2 separate regions of the Triticum aestivum genome follow, and region 1 is linked to region 2. The links are chromatin contacts, called in public Hi-C maps. All regions are on one chromosome and are shown on one strand. Each heading gives the region's core, a stretch centred on a gene start, on an enhancer-like site or on the middle of the called end of the contact. The rest is flanking DNA. Distances are from core to core; before and after follow the strand shown.

Evidence for each region. Hi-C and Micro-C count contacts between places; a contact is called where the count stands out from the background.
Region 1: a contact with region 2 is called in a Hi-C map of leaf, with 4 times the contacts expected there. The contact joins the promoter of LOC123120085 here to the promoter of LOC123120084 in region 2. A contact is called at or near these places in 3 of 5 Hi-C or Micro-C datasets (all in leaf).

The regions. Positions count from the first base shown.
Region 1 is chr5D:207,958,351-207,963,891 of IWGSC CS RefSeq v2.1, forward strand. LOC123120085 (filament-like plant protein 2) reads right to left here and starts at 1,405. Exons shown (of 5, transcript XM_044540093.1): 1 at 922-1,405.
Region 2 is chr5D:207,705,628-207,711,367 of IWGSC CS RefSeq v2.1, forward strand. LOC123120084 (V-type proton ATPase 16 kDa proteolipid subunit) reads right to left here and starts at 3,333. Exons shown (of 3, transcript XM_044540091.1): 1 at 3,027-3,333; 2 at 2,504-2,789; 3 at 1,016-1,430. The coding sequence starts at 3,105. The coding sequence ends at 1,298.

The sequences.
Region 1 (5,541 bases), core at 155-2,654, 250 kb after region 2:
CGTCACTCCAAAAGTTGTAGCCACCGACTGCTCTCAACTCCCCCAAATAGAATAGAAACACAAGAGGAATAAATATGATTATTTTTTTCTTCTTCGAGCAACCAAGGGAATGATAATCCTTGGGCAAAGAACAAGAGGCACAATCCCTAAATCCCCAATTCCTCCTCGCCAATCACCTAACCCAAAGCTAAGCCCCGCGCAAATATGCTGAAACCCCCAAATCCAGACCTAACTTGAAGAGAAACCGGCAAAGACCAGCCCCGGGGAAGCGGGGAAAGAAGAAAAGCAGAGCGGCTAGAGAAACTTCATGGCGGAAACCAAGAAGGACGAGTCCCGGTCCCGGAGAGTAAGGCGGGAGGGAATGGGCTGCATTAATACCTGCTATTTAAGCATCACACGGAGCAATGCCCCCGCATCGATTGCAAGAACTCCGTGAACACAACACTCCACTTCTTTTCTTTAATGTTTCTCTTTTTATTTTCTCTCTCTCTCTCTCTCTCTCTCTCTCTCTCTCTCTCTCTCGGATACTGGATGGGTGTGCAGGCTGGGCTAGGAACGGAAAGCGAGAAGCGTCAGCTCACGCAGTCGCACAGACGGACGCAGATCGGAGCGAGAGAAGACGAGCCGAAAAGCGGAGTGGGGAAAAAGGGAGCGGGAGGGGAGCTGGAGAGGAGGTGGCCATGGGCGTCGGCACTGCTGCTGCAACAGCTTGGCCACCACCACCACCGCCTCCTGCAGCTTTGGCCATGTGAGATGTCATGGTCCTATACTATAGTACGAGTACTTTCCAGTTCCCAACTGAAGTAGTGCATCGGAGGAAGAAATAAATGCTCGCAGCCGCAGCAAGAATCCAAAGCGGCTCTTTCCCATTCCCGCAACTAAAATAAATGCAGCGAGCGGGAATCCGAGGTGCACACTCACCAGCACCGCATCAATGGTGGTCGCCGCCGGCCGGCTTTGCCTCGCTCCTTCCTTCCTTCCTTCCTTCCTTCCTTCCTTCCTTCCCGCACGGGCAGCTCGAATCACCGACGCTCCGCGGTCCTCTCCCTGTCTGTCGTAGCACAGTATACTACTAGGAAAGGACTACCTTGTAGCCTTCGTGGGTGCTTTTGTTGATGCAACCACTGGATGGGTGGTGGTGGTTAGCAGTGGCGGAGACAAGCCCCAGGCTGCCCGGGCGGCGGCCTGGATCGTGAGGCTTGGCTCCTTTGTTTACTGTAGCAGATTTTACACTGTTTAATACTGTACCAAGTGATTGGCCTGGGGCTTGCCCGGGTCGTGGCTTGATCCTAGCTCCGCCACTGGTGGTTAGTGTTCCTTGCCGTTGGGGACGGAGAGCGAGATTGCAGCAGCGGATTAGGGTTCTTGGCGTAGCTCGGTTTAGTTTACTTTAGTTTAGCGTGAGGCGTGATTCGGTTTGGATTCTCGCGGGCGATGTGGGGGTTGTCGTACGCCTGACGACGCGCGGTTTGTGTCTTGCCCCCGCCTTTTCCTCGGCTCGCCCCGCGCGTCCTTGGCTCGTGTGCCGCGTGGGGGTCCAGCGGTCTCGCCCGACCGACCCCGGAGGCCACGGCCCCCGCCAGCCAGACGGTATGGGGATACTCTGCCGCCCGTACGGCGGTGGAAACCGGACTCCGGACGGCGGCGGCTCTGGCGGGGCGGGCCGAGACGACGACGGCGGCGACTACACCCGTTTCTACAGGCTTCTCGGCATGTAGATGGCGGACGGTGGCCGCGGCGCAGTGGCTAGGCGTAGTTTGGCGTACCAGTAGGCGTAGTTTGCATTTTTTTTATAAATTTTAATGAAATTTCGCCGAGTTCGTGCTAAATTGCTGAGTTTACGACATATTTATACGAAATATCGTCGAGTTGGCATCGACCTGGGGCGACGACGGGGAACGGAGTCGCCCCACGCGCCAAGTTAGCGCGGCTCTTTTTCACCGCCCCGGCCGGAGATGCTCCAGGTCGCTGACGCGCGGTGGCGCGCTGGACGGCCCGGCCTCGTCCTCCTCGTCACCGTCGAGGACGATGATGTTGCCCTCCTCGCGCCCGCGGCGCCGAGCCTGGAGCTCCGTCCGGCGCTGGCGGCGCACCTGCTCGCGGACGTAGTCCTCCTTCGCCCATTTGAGGGCGGCCTCGTCGTCGGAGGCCACCATGTCGACGTGCTCCGGCTTCACGGGGAGCACGCCCGGCTCGGGCTTCGGCCGGACCAGGCGGAGGGAGCGCGGGGAGGGGCGGGCACCCTCGTTGATGATGACGGCGCCGTTGCGGGTGCGTCGCCAGAGCAACGTCTCCTCCGGCTCTGACTTGACGGGGCGGAGCGCCGGCGAGCCGGAGCCCGACGACGAGGACGTCCCCAGCTCCATCCGCCGCGACATCCAGGAGCTGCCACGACGGCGAGAGAACGACGGACGCGGCGGGTACTCGAGGCGCGGCGTGTTGCCGATCTCGATGTGATCGAGGACGGCCTCGAGGGTACGGCCGGGTACGCCCCACCACTCGCGCCGCTCGTCGGCGTTGAGGCGTCCGCGGGGGATGATGTCGTTAGCGGAGACGATCTGGTCTTCGCGGCGGTGCTCGAAGAACATCGTCCACAACGTGTGGCTGTCGGCGGCGTCCTCGGCTCGCTCCGCTGCTCCTCCGGCATCGACGAACGGATGCGAGCGATCTCGGCCCGCCGTGCCGCTCCTTCGGGCACTGGCGGCACCGGGACGCCGCTGGCTCTCAACTTCCGGTTCCCCGGCACGCGCATGTCCGGGGGCGCCGGGTACTCGGCCTCGTAGAGGAGGCGCGCCTCCGGCTCCTGGAGATGGCGGCGGCCGAAGTTGTTCGCCGTCGCGCCGTCGCCTGGGAGCCTCTCAGCCATTTGCTCGTCGGTGGGAAGAGGGGAGAGTGTTGCTTTGTGCGGCGGATGCGAGGAGGGATGTGAGTTGTGGCATCCACCGGCGGGGAGGTCGCCTTATATAGCCGCAGCGGGGCGGCGAGAGGCTGCATGCCGGGCGACGCGTGGCGGGAGCGGGCGGGACGCGCGTCGGTGGCGCCTTCACTGCGTCGCCCGTGAGGCATCAATGGAGGCTGACCGGCGCGGCAGCGCGGCAGCCTTGGCCAGCCTTGGCATTGATTCCGGCGGGAACCGGGGCGATGAGGACGACGAAGCGGCGTCTCGCTGACTCGGCGGGCCCGTCCTCGTTCGTGCCAAAAACACGTTGTCCGGCGCCCCCAGCGCGCCGGGTTCGGCCTGGGTCCGCCGGCGCCAATTTCGGCCCAAACCGGCGAAAAATGTGTTTGGGCCGATTTTGGGCGCCAGCGCGAAAATCACCTTGGGGGACGTGTTGGGGCGCGGCTGGAGATGCTCTAAGGCCAACTCTAGCGGACGACCCCAATGGACATTCGTTTGGCCCGGATTCTGTCCGTTTGGGGCAAGGAATGAGGTTGTGTCCGGACCTTTTCTGGGATGCGACGCCCGTGCGTTTAACGTGCGAACGCATCTTTTGGCCGCATTCCGTTCGCCTTCTTTTTCAAACGCAAATATTCGAATAAACACAGCCCGTAGTTCATGCCAGTGGCCCTAGTTCACGCTGACAACACAGCCAGCCTACACGACCTCGCCGTCAACACAGCCAGCGGCCGGCAACACAGCCAGCCTCCAAAAAAATAGTTTTATTGCCGGCAACACAGCCAGCCTTCAAAATGAATAGGTTTGTAGCCGACACACAGCCAGCAGTCGGCACTCATGCTAGCCTTCAAAAAGAACGCGCACGGCTCGTAAATTGGTAGGGCGGAAACACCTTTCTTTCATGGAATGTTTTGTGAACTCTTGTCCAAAAAAAAGTCCCTTTTGTTGCGCATCGATCCTTGGATCTTGGACAACCTCCATCCAACTTTGGTAAATCAACTTATCCGCCTCTTATGAGTATGATCCCGTACGAATGCTCTTCTTCCTCTTTTGTGCTTCCGCTCTTTGGGTGAGCTCGTCGATGAACAATGGCTCGCCCCCAATATCGGCGCCTTCCTCTTCTTCATCACCTTCACCTTCGGAATAGATGTCATCATCTTCATGCCACGAGTCACCATGGTCGTGGGCCTTAATGTCTTCATTGGCAACGTACTGGCCACGGCATCCTGACTCTAGGTCTCATCGGGATCGTAGGCATCGCCGTGCCCACCCATCTGGAAGGCCTTGCCACGCCCTCGTAGATGACATTCTCCATGAACTGGTTGTAGAAGGGGTCGTCGACCGTTGGCGTTGGTGTTGGCATTTCGCGGAACAGGACGCGGAGCGACGACATGGTGGCCGTAGACAGCGGCCGTGCTTGCTTTCTTTGCATCTCGACGGACGGGCAACTGCCGCTGCTGGACCCCCGCGTGACATTGAGGTCGATGACGGCCGAGGGGCGTGGGGTGGACGGCGCGATCAAACCAACGTCCGACGACCATGAGAAACGGGCCTGGCCTTCGTACCTTGGTGGAGTAAAACCGGGCGACAAAGGCGTGGTCCGCAACAAAGGCGAGGGGCACTGCGGAGGCAGGAAGACCGACGAGCCTGTGCTCGCTGGGCCGACGGGCGCTGCCGAGAAACTCGTCGGACGGCAAATCCCAAGCATGAGGAGGGTGTGTGCTTTGTTGACGATGTCATCCTTCTCGTCGACGTCAGCCTTGCGCCACGCAGCCTCCAACGCGGCACGCTCGGCAGCGAACATGGTCGCGGCGTTCTTGCCCTTGGCCGCCGCCCGCCGGTTCCTCCTCTTGGCCGATTCCGCGTCCAGCTTTGCAAGCTCCGCCGGCGTGAGTTCCGACCGCGGCTTCATCGGACCCTTGGCCACCTTCTTCTTCACCTTTCCGGGTGGGTTGATGGCCTGGCCGCCGAAATTTGGTGGGGCATCGGCCATGGCGGGAGGGTCGTGGGTGGAGGGGAGGTCGGGACATGGGAGGGTTTGGGAGAAATGGCGTGAAATGGGGTGTCTGGCAGGTGCTTTGTGCCATCGACGGGCGGGCCAGGGGAGGACAAGCACGTGCGTCCCGCCCGTCCGCGTGCTGTCCGTTTCACCTCAAAAGCGGCCCAAACTTGTGCCGGGGATGGGTCGAAAGCGGACATAAAACGGACTAAAGCCCGTTTGCGCCCGCGCGCTGGGCCGTCTGGTATGTCCGTTTTGCCCCAAACGGATGCACCCGGACATGATGGGTTCACGCGCTAGAGTTGGCCTAAGGCCTTGTATAATGCAAGGTGCTTCGAGAAATAAACCAGGCTTTCCTTAAGCACGATGCTTATTTGTACAGGACAGACGCTTAATCAGGTGTCTCTCCTGTAGAAATAGGCACCGGTGCTTCAAAAAACCCGGTTTATTTTTCTAAGCACCTAGCATTGTACAAGGCCTAAGGCAACTCTCAGTCGGACATGCGTTTTGGCCGCTTTTCGTTCATTTGTGCGTTTTGGCCACTTTTCGTTCATTTGTGTTGGCTCGCCGCTCTCCTTCTGTGTTTGGGTCGGCCGCTTATAGCAACTCCAACGCGTTGATCCATTTCATCCGCGCGTGTTTATTT
Region 2 (5,740 bases), core at 2,083-4,582:
CTTCCAAACCTGGTTGAGAATGTCTATCTCTTGATTGGTCACAAGAGATCCATGATTCATAGTATTATCCTGGATCTCCTGGATAAAAGTTTTATAAGCACTTTTATTGGTACAAGTAGCATTAGGAGTGTGAATCCAGTATATAGTATCATCAATATCAGCATTAATAATAGGAATATTTAAAACATTATTTTTGAAAGTATCATCAAAGTAGGTACTAATCTTACCTTCATCCCAAACTTTAGAATTAGGTTTCCAAAGATCACTAATAATCGAACATGATCAGGTATTACATGTGTGAAAAGTAATTCTCAAGAATCAAACATGAACATACACTTGTGCGAAAAGTAATTCTCGAAACTTTTCACACGTGTGTAACACCTGATGATTCTTGATTCCAAAATAATTCAGAATTTTTTACTCTTAAAATTTTCTAAATTATTTTACAGTTCAGGTGCATCGGCACCCAAAGATCCGCGTGGGTATCAAACGCCAAAGATCCATGTGGGTATCAAACGCCACTATATTTGAGCACAGCGGAGCACACCATTCCGTCTAGTACATCGCAACGGCGAAGGATTCAGACCTCCTTTGGTTTTGGAGGAATTTTGTAGGATAGAATTTCTATAGAAAAATTTCGTTTACTGTTCTCTAGTTTGTAGGAATACAAATCATATTCTTATGAAGGAATTCTCTATCTCCACATTACATAGAAAAATAAACATTAGGAAGGACATATCATTTTCTATTCATAGGATTTGGGATGCATGGAATCTTAATTTTACAAGTTTCCTATTCCTATGATATTACTACCTTATGAAGAATTTTTCCAAGAGGTTTGAGTGGTTCCTCGGTAGGATAGTATAAAAACAAATCATTCAAAAAATCCTATAGAATTTAATCCTACAAATCAAACTATTCTTAATGATACTTTTGAACCAAAGGGTCCCATTCTAGTTTCAAACCATGTGGATTTCTCCTTTGCAAAAAGGATAATACTCAATTGGAGGATGAATGGACAAAACTCAATTGCATTAAGTTCTCGCTTATTCACCAGATTACACCGTCCAGCCAGACCCAAAAGGTAAATAACTGTGCATAAATAAGCATCAACCCCCACCCAGCATCCAGACGGAAAAAGAATGGTACATCAAGGGCAAAGCTCCCTTTGCTACAGATGTTTTTTTCTCCACCAAACAGAAGAATGAAAACTAGACATGATAACCTCTAGAGCTCAGTTTGCTGTCTGAATAATATAAAACAAGAGGGCACACAGGGCCGCGTGTATGGAACATGCCTAATCAGCACGAGACTGGCCAGCTCGGGATGACAGGATGATGCCGACAATGAGACCGTAGAGAGCGAGCGCCTCTGCGAAGATGAGGATGAGGATCATGCCGACAAACAGCTTGGGCTGTTGAGCATTTGCCCTGCAAACAATGACGTTTGATCAGAACGGGGTACAATTTCGGCAAGTTCCAATTGATCCTCCGATGTAAAGCACGCATATCAAGTCAACAGTATATAGAAGGAAAAAGAATTAAATTACATAATCGTGTACGTAGCAATTATCAGAGTCTTACCCAGGAAGCAACAAACCAGTAGAAAGGAAAGAGCTAACTAATAACATTGACAAATGCTAAACCCTTAATAAGGAATTAGAACCAGCGTAGCTTAGTTCCAAGTTTGGGAGTTCCATTTACAGATAGTTGCACGCATACATATTGCCAAAACTTAACAAACAGAGAGAATCATACTACTAACTAAACATATAGGACATCACACTAACTAATAAACTACAAAGACCAGAACAAATACAAAGTATACAGTTCAAAGAGTATCATAAATCCACAAAGGCGGTTCCACTGAAAAATGTTTTTGTCTGGTGAGCAGCATATATAAAGTAAATCCACCATAAATAGACCGACTTACACAAAATTCATGGTGAAAGAAGTAATTGACATAACAAAGGCTCATCATCTATAGTACGTAGGTGAGGGAAGAAATAGCCAGTGTCATTTTTCTATAACTCAAGATTGTTTCCTAAGATAATTGGTACAACAAGCATATCATGCCTAGAGAGAAGTGTAGTAATAATAAGAGCTCGCATATGTTCATCCTCAGATTTCAGCTTATTGATGAATTGTTAGTCTAGTCATAAACAATCTAAGAGGATTTGTGTAGAGAATAATCCATGCTGTAACTGAAATTTACTTCTGTTAAGGCTATACTGGAGTATACTGAGACAACTAAATAAATGAAACTTGAACAGCGAGCCTACAGAGATTCAAATCTCAAACAGAATCAGGCCTATGAAATTGGGTCAGAATCATCCACCTAAATGCATCCCTTCAAATGCAACACATGCGCCTGCTAGCTACTAGTACTATGTAGGCACAGGCGTGAGGGATGTGCATTAACAATGCAAATTAGTCATCAACAAACCAACATACCAGCAAAATCAGTGCGTATAACACAATAAGAGATGATAAATTGAGCTTACCTGACTCCAGCATCACCAACAATGCCGATGGCCATGCCAGCAGCAAGGCCTGCAAGGCCACAGGCGAGGCCGGACGAGAGGTGGGCGTAGCCGTCGAAGAGGTAGTAGGGCTTGGCCTTGGGGTTGATCCCGGTACTGATGATGACGGCGATAATAAGCCCGTAGATACCGAGCACTCCAGCCATGACAACGGGCACGATGGACTTCATGACGAGCTCCGGGCGCATGACTCCCATGGACGCCACGCCGACGCCGCTCTTGGCCGTCCCGTAGGCCGCTCCCATACCTGCAAGACAGGGACACGGAGAGATCTCGTCAACGATCGCAGGGACTAACCCAAGACCAAAGCGCGCGCTTCGTCTCGTCAGCTAAACGAATCGAATCTACGGAATCGAAAGACGCGCACGCTAGAAGGGACAACGCTCCGCCGATCCGGGCGGATCAGAGCTCCAACCGTGTTCCCCCAAACATATGTAAGCTACACAAAGGCTGGCAAGTTTACAAGAGATGGAAGAGGGCGTACATGAGAAGACGAGCGCCGCGGCGGCGCCGAGAAAGCCGAAGAAGGGGGCGGTCTCATCGCCGCTGAACACCGACGACATCTTCCTCCTGCTGCTACTGCTGCGATCGGCGCTCTGCTCGCTCGTCCACCCAAGCAAGAGCTCGAGCTTTTCTGTTGTCGCTTTGGGATTTGGTTTGGGCTTCCACGATCTGATCTGAGGAGGAGGGCGTTGGAGATTGGGCAAGAAGAAGACGGGGTGGGGCGGAATGTTTTTTACTGGACGGTTTTGCCCTCTTGATGTAGGGGCCGTGTACCCGTGGTTGCCCGGTCAGGAGGGGCACCGGTGCCCTTGTCTGGGTGGAGATTGTAGAATTGGTGTCTCACTGCTCGTGGGCCACGTGGAAGGAGCGTTGCGTGGTTGACGTTGTTCCAGCCTTTCGCGTACCCACGGGTCGTGCTCTACTCATCTACTAGTCGTCTCTGGAAGACGATTTCTGGCAAGCAGGGGTGAAGTTCGTGTACCGTGGAAAACCTTCGCTCGCGCTCATTATCTTGGGGAGGTGCACGTCCTCCACTTCAAGTTGATGGAGTCCGACACGCTCTTCATCAAGATCTTCGGGCTTTCAGGTGCTTGTCTTGGGTGCTGCGTAGAAAGCTCGAGCGACGACGAAATCTTCTCGAGCGACAGCGACGAAGAGGACACCGATGGTGAAGATGGCGGCGGCGAGTATCCGGTCGTCAAGTCCGAAGACGACGACTCGGACTCCGACTGAACGCTGATAGCACCGTCATCACCAGCTAGGCGTCGGCAGCACCATCCTGTCGAGCAGACTCGAGACCTTGCCGCGCCTTTCATTTGCGGTCTTATCCTTGCCTCGAGTCTGCTCGACAGGATTAGTTGCAGCTGCATTTACATCGAGTGCAAGGAGGGCAAAAAGAGCGCCTGGGCGATGCCCTGGTCACCCTCGCCAGGACCAGAGGGACGCAGCCCGACAAGATCGGGAGGGCGGCTCCCGATAGGGAAGACGAAGCCGGAGTCCATGAGCCTGCCGGGGTCCAGCTGGAGGTGGTGGTGGCGTCTAGGCGAAGCACCCCCGGCAAATCGCTCTGCCGGGGTCCATCTGCAGATGATGGTGCTGCCGACGCCTAGCTGGTGATGACGGTGCTATCAGCGTTCAGTCGGAGTCCGAGTCGTCGTCTTCGGACTTGACGACCGGATGCTCGCCGCCGCCATCTTCACCATCGGTGTCCTCTTCGTCGCTGTCGCTCGAGAAGATTTCGTCGTCGCTCGAGCTTTCTACGCAGCACCCAAGACAAGCACCTGAAAGCCCGAAGATCTTGATGAAGAGCGTGTCGGACTCCATCAACTTGAAGCGGAGGACGTGCACCTCCCCTTGCCGGCTTTAAATGCAGCTGCAACTAATCCTGTCGAGCAGACTCGAGGCAAGGATAAGACCGCAAATGAAAGGCGCGGCAAGGTCTCCTCACGTGCAAGTTCCTCATACGTAGGCGTAATATAGAATGACGGGAAATTACAAATGAAACAAACTTTCGACTTATGTTTCTTTGATGTACTTCTTATCGCGTGGATAAAAAGTGGGGCCGCCAAGCGAGTGACCACCGTGATCTCATGTGCCTGAAAATAGTGGCGCAGCTTCCTTGAGGCCATGAGTAGGCCAAAGAGTAACTTTTGCTCGCCCGAGTACCTTGACCTAGCCCCCTGCAATAGGAAGCTAACAAAGTATACTGGCCGTTGCACCACTTTCTTCTTTGATGTAACCTGCTTCTCAGATGTTTTCCCTGGCACCACTTTTTCCTTCCCGGCATCTAGCCTTGCCGGAGAACACGTGTGCATCCCTCTGCGCAACTAGTGCAACACTGACCACTTGATTCGTCACCGCCAAGTATAGCAACAACGATTCTTGTGGTTTGGGCGCGACTAGAGTTGGCGCAGAAGACATGTACTTTTTTCAGGTCATGCAGCGCAGCTCTGCTTCCGGAGTCCATTACCAGACCCACCTTTTTCAGTATCTTGAAAAAAGGCAAGGCGCGCTCGGCAGACCATGAAATAAACCTACTCAGAGCTGCGACACAACCGGCAAGGCGTCGCACATCCTTGACGGTCTTGGGTGCTTGGATTTGCTCAATAGCCTTGATCTTGTCGGGGTTCGCTTCAATCACATGTTGAGATACAAAGAACCCACACCGAACACACACTTCTCGGGGTTGAGCTTCATGTTGATCTTACGCGAGTTGGAGAAGGTTTCCTCCAAATCTTGAATCAGGGTGGACTTGTCCTTGGTCTTGACCACAATATCATCCATGTAGGCTTCTATGTTCCTGTGTAGATGTGGCTCAAAACCGATCTGAGCTGCCCTCGCGATCATCGAACCCGCACTCTATAATCCGAAAGGCATCCGTACAAAACAGTACGTGTCACATGAAGTAATGAATGTGGTTTTCTCTTCATCTTCTTTGGACATGAATATCTAGTGATATCCGGAGTAGGCGTCAAGAAATGAGAGCAGATCACAGCTGGCAGTGGAGTCTACAATCTAGTCGATGCGCTGCAAGGGGAAAGGATCTTTTGGGCATGATTTGTTGAGGTCAGTGTAATCAATACAAAGTCTCCATTTCCCATTCGCCTTGCGCACGACAACCGGATTCGCCAACCAGGTTGGATGTAGCACTCCTCTGACTAGGCCAGCTGCCTCGAGTTTCTTGATCTCTTCTGC